Linked DNA regions of Sus scrofa: region 1 is linked to region 2. The links are chromatin contacts, called in public Hi-C maps. All regions are on one chromosome and are shown on one strand. The core of a region is the stretch at or near the end of the contact, and the rest is flanking DNA. Distances in the headings are between cores, read along the strand shown.

Region 1 (2,969 bases), core at 313-2,812, 65 kb before region 2:
GCGGGGGCGGGGCCGCGGGCGGGCGGGGCGGGGCCGCACCCGAGCAGCTCCTGCCCGCGGCCGTGGCCTCGCTCGGCTGCGGCTGCTGACTCTAAACCCGCGGCGGCCCGAGCGCCCGAGCCCCGCCCCTGCCCGCGGCACTTCCGGGACCGCTCTAGGCATCGCGGAGGCCCGCGTCTCGCTGGTCCCACCGCGTAGCGCGCCGGGACGGTTCGCCGCAGCGCGGGGGCTCCGGGCGGCTTCCCGGCACCTCCAGGCTGGGCAGCCCTTGGCGGGAACGCAGGGGAGGAAATAGGCCGGGAGGGGCAGCCGGCTCCCAGGCACCTGCCCTGGCGGTGGGGCCGGCCAGAGGCCTTGGGGCGCCTGGTGTCCCCGGAAGAAGGGCAGGCGTCCCAGGGCTGCGGAGCCCGTCACCTCGCACAGGGCCGGGGTCCTGCTGGGGTTCATCCTCCTTTCGTGGGGAGTCCTGTTCCTGCCAGCCCACCCCGTACCCACAGAGACAGATGAGAAGGACCCGGTGAGAGTCCAGGAGATGGCTGGGAGCCTAGGCGGGACCCTCTCTGGACCCCCGAGACCTTAACTCAGTGCATCTGAGGGATGATCTCCGTTCAGGCGGCGCCTCTTAGGAGAATGGGGAGGGAAGAGGGGTGTGTTCTTCCGCCCCCACCCACTCCCAGAGCTCAGTTCTGCTTCTGATGGCAAGACTTGCCCCTTTCACCCTCCCCGCCCACCAGTGCTCAGGTGCAGACTGCCCGCTGAGGGAGAGCCTCCCTAGGGGCCAGGGCCCTATCACAGGAAACCGCTAGAACACACGGTCCCAGTGGAGGGCCCCTGCCATCTGCCCACCGGCCTTCAGCACGTTCCATCCTGGCCCTCAGGTGCCTCTGAGTGCCCCCCACCCTCGACTCACACCGCCTCCCAGCCCCACCCAGGCATAGGTAGGGGCTACCTCGCCTAAGCTGGGAGCCTGGGCTCAATGGGGACTGTAGACTGGAAACTGGCATTTGCCGTTTACTTCTACAGACTGAATCATGAGCCACTGCAGCTGCGGACCCTCAACACCCCTCTGAGAGAAGCCCAGGGTGATCAGGAGGGAGGCACTACGTGCTCTGAGAAAACTAGTAGAACAAACCTTCAGATAGTTAGATATTTTCAGACTTTATGAGCCCAGTTTTTGCATCTCCTCGTATCTAGAAAAGCACTAAAATTCTTCGTGGTGACATCTGCTCCTCGTGACTAGCAATAATAACCTTCAGGAGACCAGCAGCGACCTTCTGTAAAACGCGTGCTTGATTGCATGTACCTCCCCCTTCACCAAAATCACACATATACTGACCTTCCCCCTCGCCTCTTTGGAGCAGTTTCTCAGAGCTATCTGAAATGCTGCCTGTCTGACTATAGTCCTCATTTAGCCCCAAATAAAACTGAACTCTCAACTTTTAGGTTGTGCATGTTTTTTAAATCGACAGGACCCAGTCCAGTCACCCTGTGAGCGTTGGACCACAAGCAGCCATGCAGAGCCAGGACCTGCAAGGGCTGGTTCCTTTTTCTCTCACTCCAGCTCTTCCAGTCACAGAAAGGCAAGAGCCACCAGCCTGAGCCCCCTGGGGCCTGTGGGGATGCTGGGCACCACCCCAGGGGTCTTAGATGCTTCCTCTTCTGCAACAACCCCCAGAATCCCTACCCCATACTCCCAGACCAACCACAGTCACTTTTTCAGCAAGGATCTCATGAATAGTTTTTTGTTTTTGTTTTTGTTTTTTTTTGAATAGTTATTTTTGACATGTTGAATATTGTTATCCCATTTTACAGAAGAGGAAAATCAAGGCTCAGGGAAAGATAGGGTCCCAGGGTCAGGAAAGAAGCAGAAGGCAGATGGGAGGCACTCATCCCACATCCCCCCCTATGATTTGATGCCTACGAAGCAGTAATAATCGGCGTCATCCTCAGGCTGCACAGGGCTGATGGTCAGGATGCAGGAGTTATGGGCGGCATCCGCGGCTGCTGAGAAGCGATCAGGGATGTCAGGGGGCCGGTGGTGGTCCTCCTCTGAGCGGTAGTAGAGGAGCAAGCGGGGGGCACTCCCTGCCCGCTGCTGATACCAAGACACGCCGTAGTCCCCAACGGTGGCATGACGGGGGCTGAGCATGCACAAGAGTTGGGCCACTTGGCCTGGGAAGACCAGCAGTGAGTTCCGCTGGGCCAGGGCCGGCTGGGAGACTAAGAAAGACAGACACACTCAGACCCGGCCTGGGCCCTTCCCTCCTGCCCCTGCCCCACAAAGCCCTGGTCAGACTCCAGGAGAATCTGATTCCAAAACTCACGGCCCGGTGCCATGGGATCAACACTGGGTGGGGCACAGAATTGGCAACCCCTAGGCCCCCATTAGTGCCATGTTCCCAAGGATCCATGTTCAGTTTAGGATTCAGATCTCAGAGGGTGGGACTGGTGGCCTCTGGGTCCTTCTGCTGCCCAGCCTCATCCCTTGTTCTGCAGTCCCCTATAGCTTTGATCACACTGGCTCTTCCAAACCCCGGCTACAGACTGACCACCCCCAAGAAGCCTCTTGTCCGTGTGGGGTAGGGAACAGCTCACACTAGATTTCCTTCTGAAAAACTCAAAAGGTGACTGGTCTCTGAGACCCCAGAGTCTGGGGACCCTAGCCATCTGATCATTCACCAGTGGGGAAACTGAGGCCCACCCAAAGTGACCCACCACAGTTCTAGGACAGAGCCATCTGTAGTCAGTTCCCTCCCCCCGTTCCCCCTGCCCCTTCCAGAACCCTACTCACTGCCCACATGGATTTGCTTCCTAGCAGAGGGCTTCTAAAGCCAATGTGCCATCTCCCACTCCCCCCACCCCCCAGGTGAGTTAGGACCAGGAGGGGCTTACCTTCCAGGAGGACCCCAATCAGAAGGAGGGCCAGGTGCCAGCAGGCCATAGCTGGAGGCTGGGAGGCAGGTAGGAGT
Region 2 (2,815 bases), core at 137-2,636:
CAGTGGGTTAAGGATCCAGCGTTGCCATGAGCTGTGGTGTAGATCACAGATGCGGCTCACATCCCGCATTGCTGTGGCTCTGGCGTAGACCGGTGGCTACAGCTCCGATTCGACCCCTAGCCTGGGAACCTCCACATGCCTCCGATTCGACCCCTAGCCTGGGAACCTCCACATGCCGCGGGAGCAGCCCTAGAAAAGGCAAAAAGACAAAAAAAAAAAAAAAAAAAAAAGCGGGGTGCATTAACCAGGCCACTGCCTATCCCCTCAGCACAGCTGGGGAAACTGAGCCTGGGTTGTGGGGAGGGCCAGGGAAGGAGTGAGAGTGGGCCTAGGAAAGGATGGGTTGTCTGTTCAGCTCCATCCCAAAGCTGCGCCCGGTGGCCCAGCCACAGGGGTCTGCCTGATTTGGCATCTGCCCCCACCCTCTCCACGGGCCCTCCTGGGAGGGGGCCTCCCCCACCAAGGAATGCAGGCCTCAGCACTTCAGACCCCAGTCTAACCACTATCCCCCACCCCCACCCTCGCCTCCCACCCATCCCCTCCAGATGTGGGCACAGCTGTATTTTTAGAACAGCTAACCAGGAGGACATTCTTTCCTACTAATTAAGATGGCTTCAAAAATCTCCTATCCGCAATCAGCCCCACTCTTCAGTCCTCAAATATCAAAGGGTAGCTCAGCTGGTTCTTGCTTGGGGTTTTTCCTTTCCTTTTTTCTTTCTTTCTTTCTTTTGAATTGTTAAATTGGAAATGTGACCCAGAACTGGAGTGGATGCCAGCTCGGAGGAGGAGAGCAAAGCCTTGCCCTCCACACCCAGCCAGGCTGCAGCTCCCCACATCCACCTACCCAAGGGCAGGGTCTCTCTGGAGATCCTGGGTACCTGCCCTTGGGATGCCCAGCGCAGGGAGGGTCAACAGACATACCTGGGACCTGAGGGCACAGAGCCTGTACAGATGAGCAAATGGAGGCTGGGAGGGAGGAAGTCCCTGTTGAACTGCTGGGGTCCCATTGGTATCAGCTGCAGCCAGGCCTGTGACAGCCAGCTTGCTTGGTGTGGCTCACTGCCCACTCTGGCAGCCTAGTGCTGAAGGTCAGCTGGCCTCCTGAACTCCACCCAGTGCACCCTGGAGGTGCCTGGTGTGAAGCAGAGATGCCAGTCCAAGTGGGAGGAACAGGGAAGGTGGCAAGGAGGAGGGGCCTCTGAGCGGTCTTGAAGAAGCAGCCGCCCCACTCCCCAGCTCTTCCTGGAACCCACAGCTGACAGACGGGGAAACCAGGGAAACCGATGTCGGAAAGGAGGAAGTCGGGTCAAAGCGGCTTAGAGTCTGTGGGGTGGTCACGTGCAGGTACCAGATGATCTCACCCGTGATGGACAGCCTGCTGATGGACCGAGCCCTGCAGGAGAGACCAGGGGTCAAGGCGTCCAGCCTGAGCTCTGGCTCCACGGGTTAGGCGCCTGACCAGACCCCTGTCCCATCCCTCATGGAGCAGAGAGGGGAGGAACCTAGGGAGGCAGAGGGAGGGTGGGCTGGGTGTCAGCGCTCTTGCGCAAGGCCCTGGCCCACCTGGCTGGGTACGCAGGACAGAGGAAGCGAAATCACTTGGGGCTCGGGGAACAGGGAGCTCCCAGCGGCCGAGGAGGCAGCTCTCCCCTGGATGCTCCGTACCTGGAGTGGCCCTGGCTCAGGCTCTTTGTTACCCGGTCACCGCGGAGCCCCGGGAACGTCCAGAGACCCGCCGCGTCTACTCGCGCAGTCTGGGCTTTGTCGCCCTCTTGCGGCCAAAGCACGTTTCTAGGGAGGCGGCGGGGGCGGCCAGGGCTGGCTGAAGGATCCCCTGGGGGTCTGGAAGCCAAACCCTGGCTGCGACCCCGGGCTCAGGCAACCGTGGAGACATCTTCTGGCCGCGGTTTCGGGTCGACGAGGCAGCTCCGCCGCCTGTGCGGGAGTGCGAGCAGCCCTCGGCTCGGTGGGTCGCGTGGACTGGATGGAGCCTTCCAGCCGGCATCCGCGCCGGAGATCCCCCTTCCCCCGGCCTCAGTTTCCTCGTCCGCAGTGAGATGTCCCAGCGTGCAGGAGGGACGGTGGGGCGTGACTCCCACATCGAGGGAAGGGTGTCACCGCCCACACTGGCCATCGGCCCGCAGGTCCTGAGCACTGGTGGCCGTGGGCAGACCACCTCTCCTCCCCTTTCTCCACCTCCACCTTCTCCCCCGGCAAACCGAGACTGGGTGGGAATCCACGCGGGAAGCCCCACGGAGGAGGAGTTAGGGGATTCTCTCCATGCTCCCCGACTCCGCGTGGTTTGGCGGCTCCATCCCGCCGGCTCTGCGCGGGACTTGGAGACCTGACAGCCCAGCCCCGACTTCCAGCAGGACGGTAGGGGTGCTCGGGCACAGGCTCCACCTTGTGGAATCTTAGGGGCTGAAGCCACCCACGTGTGGATTGTTGAGATTAGCCTTCAACACTGGGCAGCCACAAACATTCACGACCTTGACTTTCACATACTCAAGGTTAAACTCCGGGTTACTGTTTGCTGAGGAGAAACTTCAAGCTTCCTTGTTTAAGGATAATAATTAACGGCTGGGAGCCCACGCACTGAGGGGCTGACTTCAGCGAGGTGTCTGGGCAGCATTTCAGAAAGAACCAAGGCGGGTGGGTGGGGAGCAACTGGTTGTTAATCACAGCAGTGATCATGTCAGTAGATGCAAAAAGGCATGCAATTCGCAACTGCTAATATTTTGTTTACTGTACTTTTCCTTAAAAAATGCATGCTTTAAAAGAAAATTTTTAAACTTTTAAAAGTTCAGAGCAGCGG

The links. A called contact is a pair of places that touch in the nucleus more often than the background predicts.
Region 1: a Hi-C map of omental adipose tissue shows a contact between it and region 2, with 1.7 times the contacts expected there. The contact joins the promoter of ZNF70 here to the promoter of SLC2A11 in region 2. A contact is called at or near these places in 5 of 5 promoter capture datasets (fetal liver, fetal skeletal muscle, liver and 1 more), 21 of 47 Hi-C or Micro-C datasets (alveolar macrophages, blood, brain and 11 more) and 2 of 2 datasets of contacts at active chromatin or transcription factors (alveolar macrophages and skeletal muscle).

Annotation. Positions count from the first base shown.
Region 1 is chr14:49,928,329-49,931,297 of Sscrofa11.1, reverse strand. ZNF70 (zinc finger protein 70) reads right to left here and starts at 1,562. Exons shown (of 2, transcript XM_013983166.2): 1 at 1-1,562. It overlaps VPREB3 (pre-B lymphocyte protein 3), which reads right to left. Exons shown (of 2, transcript XM_001929470.5): 1 at 2,893-2,969; 2 at 1,736-2,220. The coding sequence starts at 2,941. The coding sequence ends at 1,904.
Region 2 is chr14:49,863,483-49,866,297 of Sscrofa11.1, reverse strand. It overlaps SLC2A11 (solute carrier family 2, facilitated glucose transporter member 11), which reads left to right and starts at 1,386. Exons shown (of 13, transcript XM_001929403.5): 1 at 1,386-2,815. It overlaps LOC106505982 (a long non-coding RNA gene), which reads right to left and starts at 1,805. Exons shown (of 4, transcript XR_002338927.1): 1 at 1,666-1,805; 2 at 922-1,393.